2 separate regions of the Mus musculus genome follow, and region 2 is linked to region 1. A link is a contact called in public HiChIP or PLAC-seq data. All regions are on one chromosome and are shown on one strand. The core of a region is the stretch at or near the end of the contact, and the rest is flanking DNA. Distances in the headings are between cores, read along the strand shown.

Region 1 (4,234 bases), core at 524-3,023:
GGGGGGGGTGAGGAAGAAATTTGATTCTACAGGGCCTCTGTCCACTAATTGTTAACAACTGCTTCTGTGAAGATTGCAGAGCTCTCATGTAAATGTTTTTCTATACTTTCAAGAATTATTGCAGATATCTGGAAATTAAATAACTTCTTATAAAATTATTTTGTGCCACAATTTCAAAAAGGTTGGGAATTCTTGGCTTCTTATTAAAGATTGAAGGAGACTTTAGAATATTAGATGTGATAGGTAAAACAAAACACCATGTCTTCACACAAACATATACTGATTACATAGTAGGCCTTATTTAGAAATCAACTAAATGCCATTTAATCCTCACCATCTCAGCTGGTACAGTTCCCATTTCAGAAAATCAAACAGGGTAGTTTGTCCCGCTGTAGAAAACGAGTTATAGAGCCACAAATAGAATTCGGATCTCGGATCTATTTAATTAACACCACGTCCTGGTTGTTTCAATTACAAACTCAATCAGTCAAAAAAAAAAAAAAAGAAGAAGAAGAAGGAAACCCCCCCACACAAATATGCAGTAATCTATTGACATAGCGTCATAATTCCACGTGAGAAAAAATTTTATTCGCATGACATTTTTTAGATTCCTGACATAAAGTTGTATTAAAGTTAACACAGATCTTTTTACAGGCAAAACCGGAGACCACTGCATTAGAATTTATCACGTGAACTCGTTAAGTGTAGTAGTCGGCTTTTTAACTGTAGAACACCAAGTTTTTATATTTTTCTCCCTCCCTTCAAATACTACTATTCTAGGAGTCCGAGGAGCGTTCAGGTTCCCAAGACGACCGAAAGAACGCATTTAAATCCGGATCTGAAGGTTTCTAATGCAAAATTCTTCACCACCAACGTGGCCTCAGAACGTAATCCACCTGTGGGTGTGGGTTCAGTGGCTGCGAGGGGAAGGATCGTAAAAACTAATCCAAAATAAGACATAAATAAAAGGGCTCCTTCTGAGAGGCCAAAAAATTCATTTTTCCCCCACCATCCCTCCCGGCTGCAGACAAAACTAGGCGCGTTTAAGGCCCACCGTCTTGGGTAACCGGCCCCTTAGACCTCTGCACCTAGCCATGTCGCCGGAGGGTGGTGGCTTCGCCTGGGTCTCCCTCCCTCCCCCACCTGTGCACGTCAGGCCCGGCTCCAGCGCCCAGGCCGCCAGGTCTCCCCTCCCCCTCCGTCCCCACGACCACGCGCTCCGGGCCGCGGCCACCAGCGCCCACGCGGACCGGTGCTGCTCCACGCCATCTGCCCCCGGGCCTTCCTCGTTGTCGGCCACAAAGCCGGCGGTGACCCGACGCCCCTCTGGGGCCCTCCCGCGCCGCCCCGACTCGGGCCCGCGCTCCCCTAACCCGGCGGCGCATACCGTCTCCTCCGGGTCGATGTCGATCTTGAAGGTCTGCTGCTGAAGGGTCTTCAGGGTGACCTGCATGGTGCCTAAGCCGGGGCCTGGCCGCCCCGGGGTGGCCGCGATCCTCGCGCTCTCGGGAGGAAGGCGGTGGGGGTGGGGGGGCTTGTCACATTCGCCCGGAGTCGCACTCACCCCGGGCCCCGCGTCTCCCCTGGCCGCGCCGCCGCTCGCTCCCGCGGCTTTCCCGGTAAGCTCGACCCGCGGTGCTTCCTCACGCGCCAGCCACTGGGCCCGCAGGAGGCGCGAGGGACTCCCCGAGAGACGCAGAGAACCCGCTACCTCACCACAGGATGGTGGCCGCCATCACCGTGACTCGCCGAGACGTGACCCCTCCCCCACCAGAAAAAAACCCGGAGGATGGGGCCAGACTCGGGCGATCTGAGCAGGCGCAGGGTGCGGCGACGCAGTGCGCAGGCGTGAACAGGAACTCCGCCCGGGAATTGGAGGCGGGGCGATGGGTGGGGCTGGAATATCGTGCGGCGCGGCACCGGCGTGCGCAGGCGCACTTCGCAAGCAGAGGCGCTCGCGGAGGCCTGGTCCGCTCCGCGGTCCTGCAGTGGCTCCGCCTACATCCAGGCTCCGCCCAGCGGCGCGAGTTGCGCAACCCGTAGCCGGGGAACGGCTACGTGGAGTCCCGGCTCAGTGGCTGCGGCTCAGCGAGCGCGGAACCTTGAGGGCGGTGGAGCGGGCGGAGCCTTAGTGCAAGGATTGCCGAGGGCCGGCCCAGGAGGGGCGCACATCGCCAGTCGAGCATGTGTAATGCCGGTTGCTTCCCTGATTCTGAGACTGACTTCAGCCATGGACTGCTTGCTTGCCAGTCTTGTGTTCTCTCACCAGCCTTGGGACCTCCCACCTCTAAAGAAAGGCGGATTTAAGAAGGAGGCCTAGTTGTGTCACGCCTTTCCCTCTATCGTTTTGCTTCGTTTAGGTGTTGGTGGTAGATATTAGGCGGTTGCCTCTCCTCACCCCCTTCCCCCGCCCCCCCCCGCCTCACCCCAAGCGCTGCTTTCCTTTGCACGTGGACCCTTTTAATCTTTGCTCAAATGTCGCCTTCTTGAACTCTATCCTGCCTATCCAACTTAAAGTATCTTATTCGGATCTCATTATCCAGCTCCACTTGTCTCAGTAACCATTCATCACCTTCTGGGTACTCTACACTATGTGTATTTAGCGTGTGTGTCTTCTCTTCTTTTTCTGGTCCCCAGGCTGAAGCTACACAGAGGCATGCATTTTGTTTTGCCCACGTTGTGCCCCAAAGCCTACAGAATAAGCCTAGCACATTGTAGGTACAAGGTAAATATTAGAAAAATAGGTAGACGTGCTTCTGGTTCCTTGGCAGTAAGGGTGAGATGTCACTCAGCTAATTGGTGGTTGGAGAGGGTGGGATAATGCATGTAAGTCTTAGAGTCAGGAACACAAAGTTAAGTGCTTGGCTGTAGCTGTATGATTATTTACACAGCGATAAGACCAGAGTGCAGAGGTGTCGGGTAATAAGCACCACAATAGTAAGTGACACTTTAGGTGCTTGTCTGTATGCTGCCTCTTAATAGTGCAGTGACCCCTGTTAGACTTAAAAAGAAGAAAAAGCAGTTACCATCAGACCACAGTGAGGACAATTATGAGCATCCCCCATCTCTGAGCCAGCACCATCAATGATTACAGTATCGCTATTTGGATTTTCATGATTCCAGAAGCTAGGATATAATTTTGTCATGGAACTTTCCCTAACCAAGCCCCCTCTCCACCGACAAGGTATGTCCCTGAACTATGATAAATATCGAATTCTCTGCCGGCTAGGCTGTCTTCCTGTGGAACTAGTCTTAGTCACCAGGTATGCTCAACTTTTGCTCTGAAAAACTGGCAGCTGGGATCTCTCCCTTTAGCTATAGGGTCAGCCAAAGGCAAAGCAGTATTACTGTTTTCAGCGTAACCAGATGCTGGAAAAAAACATGGGCAAAGGTAGCAACTGACTTCCTTATGGGCTTTCCCTTCAAGCCATTTCTCCCCTCACTCATGACATTCCACCTCTTAGGTACTCAGATCCAAACATCGTCATCATCCTTAAGTCCCTTTCTTCCCTGACTCCTGCTGCCTAGCCACCACATCCAAAACAGGGTCAGGTCTTATCACATTTACTCTCCACTGTGTACCCACACGTTTACCCACTTCCCCCCATGATTTCCATGTCTACAACCATCAGCAGTGGCTGTCTTCTAAGGAGGCTTCGCATCCAATCCCACAACAGTCCAGCAGCCAAAGCACCCAATGTTAAACTGGGGGCTTTAGTTTTGATTTTGTTTCTTATGACAGGGTCTCAACTATATAGCCCAAGCAGAACTGAAACTTGCAATTCTCCTGCCTCAGCCCTCTTGAGTGCTGAGATTACAGGTATGTACCAGTATCCCTAGATCAGAGTTGTCTTTTGAAAACATAAACCATGTCGCATTCTTTTATTCTTTTGTTTTGTTTTGTTTTGTTTTTTTCTTTGTTTTTCGAGACAGGGTTTCTCTGTGCAGCCCTGGCTGTCCTGGAACTCACTTTGTAGACCATGCTGGCCTCGAACTCAGAGATTCGCCTGCCTCTGCCTCCCAAGTACTGGGATCAAAGGCGTGCTGGCACCTGCACCATGTCACATTCTTTATATTTGCGTTTTACTTCCATGCATGACAAAATGTCACAGTGATCAACGTAAGAGGAAAGGTCTCTTAGCTCATGGTTTCAGAGGTCTAAGTCGGGGCATGCTTGTTCATGTTTTGGACCTATGGCCACACAGTATGTTGTATCAAGAAGGCACAGTCATAG
Region 2 (4,234 bases), core at 991-3,490, 840 kb before region 1:
TTAGTGAAATTCTGTCATATCCTATGCCCTAAAACAATGGACACACTTGTTCAAGTTGGTATGGATTTATGAGTCGCATTGTTATATATGACATAGTTTATTCTTTTTAAGACCTTATCTCTGTTATGCAAAGGTTAGTTCTATAAGAATAGTTCTGAGCATCCAGTAGTTTATTAACTCTTCTGAGGCAAGAGTTGACTCCTAGAGGGGACAGCAGGTTTTATAGAGTGGCTCCTTGTTGGTGATCTGAAGGAGAAACGTCCCTCCAGCAGTTTAGGTGTAAAACACTTGGTCACCAGTTAATGTCACTGCTTGGACAGATAGTACAACCTTGCTGGAGGAAGTGTATCTCCAGGGTGGGCTTGAGAGTTTGTAGGCTTACTCCACTCCTAGTAGGCTCTTTCTGCTTCATTTGTGAGGTTGAGATGTGAACTTTCAGTTCCCTGCTCCAGCCAGCCTTGACTACCTGCTGCTCTGCTCCCCGCCACCGCCCCCGACATTGTGATGGATCTTCCCCATTTAGAACCATAAGCCAGTAGACCCTTTCATACATTGCTTTGGGTCTCGTATTATTTTATCACAGGAACAGAAAAAGCTATGAATACTTGTTACATAACTGGGAGACCGCTTTGTGATGAAAGTACACATCATTAAACATCTACCTTTATTTTCATACCTAACAGGAAGTGTGAAGTAGAGAATGTAAGGGAGTCACATGCAGCTAGGTTAAAGCAACTGCCTTTCCTCTATGGTATGTTGTACTGTCTGCCTCTGGGCTCAGCTTCCAGAGCTCTGGGTATTAGAATATGAGGATGGTGTGGCTGCTGCTCTTCATGGTATGCTGATTGTGGCCTGGTCCTCAGAGTGTTCATAGCTGTTCCCGTATCACTTTAGACTTCTCCTGATTCAGTCCTCATGCTGGTTGGTACCTTGAGCATCTCTCATGAGTTAGCCAATTCTTCTTTTGCCTCTCTCTCTCTCTCTCTCTGCTTGTAAACATATGCTAATCTATGAATGTTTATTGAATAATATTGGGAAACCCAAAAACTTTGACCAGCTACATGCCATATTATCAATTAATACAAATGATTAAGTCTTTCATCTATGTTTTGTCTGATACTCACACATGTATGTATGTATGTATGTATGTATGTATGTATGTATGTATGTATGTATGTATGCAAGTGTGAACAATGTTGGCACAACTGTGAGAACACCAGAAACCAGACATCATGTACATATATATTTACCCACATATATTCTCAGTTATAGAGACCAATCAGTTCTTTTACTAAGATCTTTAGCTGAATACATGAGTCAGGTGGATCAAACTATTTCTTAAAGGCATTGTCATTTGTTTTGTTTTGTTTTGTTTTTCAACCTATATTATCAAATGCAAACATGGAAAAAATATTAATACCAGTCCTCTGACTGTTCTCACTAATCCCTATTAGCTAGGTTTTCCTTCCTGTCAAAAAAACATCTGAAGCATAACTTCATAAGAGGTTTAGTTTTAAATTCTTACTGCATTAATTAATTAGCTAAATAATTAAATATTGAACACTGTGTATGTCAGAGGACAACTTTGTGGAGTTGGTTCTATCCTTCCGATATGTGGGTCCCAGTGATCTAACTCAAGTCAGGCTTAGTACTATGTATCCTTGGCCACTGAGCCACCCTGCTGACCCTTGGAGGTTTATTTAATACACAATTCTGAAAATAAAGGCTTCAAAAAGAAACCACATCTGGTAATCTGTTTTGTTGTTGTTTGTTTGTTTGTTTGTTTTTAACTAGCATTATACCAGGGCAGCATGTGGGACTACACAGCAAGAGACAGGAAGTCTGTATGTCACTTGTGGTCTCACTCCTTTTAAAGGCACTGAGACACATTGTGAGGGATCAGCTCCCGTGACCTCATCCAACCCTAATCAGTCCTTGGAAGCCCCGCCCCTAAGCACACTGGATTGTGTCTGCCCTCTTCATTATGTTAACATATAACTTTGGAGATTAAAATCTTGTGTGAATTCATGGGACACATCATGGAATCTCTAACACCATAGGATTTTTGCCAGGAGATGTCACAAATAGGTCATGACACACCTTCCTCTCTGAGCCTGCATCTGGCTTCAGACTCTTCTCAGCAGGAAGTTCCAGAAAATTGCTAGCCACTGACCAGACAGAAATGTAACACAAAAAAGTTTCCATCTTTGTTTTGAATGTCATTAATGTTTGCTATGACTCATGCCATTTGTTAAAGGGCTCATTCTATTGACTTCTTCAGCTTTGGGCCTGAACCAAGTGGCTTTATGTGCTGGTGGCCCAGTTCTGCTTGCTAGCTTGTTTTCCTGTTTGTGCTCACATTTCTTACTTTGAATTTTCCCCTGTGAAGCTTCTAGACTTACCTAAAGAAAGCCAGATTCAGTAGTGTTTGTTTGCATCTTGTTGTGTTTGGTGGTCCCTAACAATGTAACCGGAGCAGGTGCACTTAAATGCAATTGTGCTAAATTCTGCTCATTCAACAAATGATTATTGAGCACATAGCCCTCGGGTCTTGCACTTTAGAAAGAACATAAAAGACTGGGTTTCTGCCTCCCCAAATTTTACATTTAAAGAAAAAGAAAACGTATTTAGGAAACTATTTATTTGGTCTTCATGAGATCTGTGAGCTGTTAAAACTCTTTCACAATTTTTACTTTTTGGCTAAGTCACAATCTGAGATATGAGATTTGAAAAACACAGTCAGTTGGCAGCAAGTGTGAGCGACACCAACTGCTGCAAAGCTCTGGAACACGGCAGGATCCTGTGCGTGATCAAGTCCTGCCTATGTGCTCCAAGTTAATCCACTTGCTCATAAAACAGAGCCGCTGTTTGTTTATTGCTTGGCAATTCATTTTCTCCAATTTCAAAAAACACTGGAAATCTTACCCACTTTTAAATGTTTTTTTTTTTTTTTGTTTTTTTTGTTTTTTAATGTTTCAAAGTATTTTGGCAGAGCAGAATGTCCAAGCAGATGATGTGACCAGGTCTGAAATTCCTATCAATACCTGATCTCTCCTCCACCCTCATCAGTCTTTGTTGTTACGGGGGCCTGCCAGTCTTTCACGTGAGCCTTGGCAAGTCAGTTGACATCACATCGCTGAGACTCGCTTCTTTATCTCCTCAGGGAGGATAATGATATCTACCTACCAGCAACGTCACGAGGGCTAAAGAGACAATGCCAACTAAAGCTGTAGCATATACTAAAGCTCCATTCTTCTCCTTATCAATACTATAACAACACTGCCAAGGAATGCAAGGGATTTTGTTTGGGCCTCACTCATCTGTCTGTCCATTTGTCCATCCATCCTTCCACCCACCTACCTACACAATCAGGAGTATTCTCTATTCCTGGCCTGCTGTACACAGGCTCTTGTGCCTGACCCTATCCAAATACACAGCTTTCTCTTTCACCGCACTTGGAAAACAAATACCGACGTAATTAGAATACAAAGTGCCAAGGAGAGACACATTTGCACAGCTTGCTTTCCATTGCTGGATAAAACTCTGCGCAAACCAACTTGGGGAGCAAAGGGTGGTTTATTTCACCTTACATTTTAGAATCTATCATCGAGGAAAATCAGGGCAGCACTCAAAACAAGAGCTTGGAGGCATGAAGATCGGACCTAGAGAACCTCTGCCTAGTTGCTTGCTCCCTATAGCTTGCTCAGCTTGGATTCTTATACAACCCAGGACCGCCTGTCTGAGTGTTGGCATCTAACACCCCCTCCCACAAATACACACATCAATCAATAATCAAGAAAATGCCCCACAGACTTGTTTACAATCCAGCCTGCTGGAGGCAGTTCCTCCAGGAAAGTTTCCTCTTTCTGGGTTTTCTGGAAAAGATAAACCAGTGTTCTTCATCCTCCCTAGATAAGCCAGTCCTTCTACAGCAGCTTAGTAAGAGTCCCTAAAATCTTTGCCTTTCTACATGATTATGTTTTTCCTAAGAGCTAGCCATTGTAGCTCTCCTGGACTCTTTCACTAAACTTTCAGAAGCAAAAATTCATGAAAGGTGAGTTCTTTTATTCCCTTTGAAGGATTCCATAAGCCTGGAAAAGTTGGTTTTGAAAGTAGCCTTTGCCTTTCTTTATGAGCTAGGAAACAACGGAATATCTAGCTCTTACCTGCACAGGGCCATCTATATTTTGATTTCACACTAGAAACCCCTGGGACAATGAGGTTTGAGGTTTTC

The links. HiChIP or PLAC-seq counts read pairs in DNA pulled down with a chosen protein or histone mark.
Region 2: a contact with region 1 is called in a FOXA1 HiChIP or PLAC-seq map of pancreatic cancer cells. The contact joins the enhancer-like site here to the promoter of Rad23b in region 1. A contact is called at or near these places in 4 of 115 datasets of contacts at active chromatin or transcription factors (astrocytes, bone marrow-derived macrophages, pancreatic cancer cells and 1 more).

The regions. Positions count from the first base shown.
Region 1 is chr4:55,347,581-55,351,814 of GRCm38.p6, reverse strand. It overlaps Rad23b (RAD23 homolog B, nucleotide excision repair protein), which reads right to left and starts at 1,773. Exons shown (of 10, transcript NM_009011.4): 1 at 1,388-1,773. The coding sequence starts at 1,453. Gm42290 (a long non-coding RNA gene) reads left to right here and starts at 3,613. Exons shown (of 3, transcript XR_881289.3): 1 at 3,613-3,820.
Region 2 is chr4:56,191,252-56,195,485 of GRCm38.p6, reverse strand. No RefSeq gene overlaps it. Among named protein-coding and RNA genes, the nearest start is that of Gm42291, 120 kb to the left of the region's middle. Within about 2 kb of position 2,240, at least 5 of the 459 cell types and tissues checked have an H3K27ac peak or open chromatin away from gene starts, as enhancers often do. A contact at or near this core is called in pancreatic cancer cells, where this site is marked.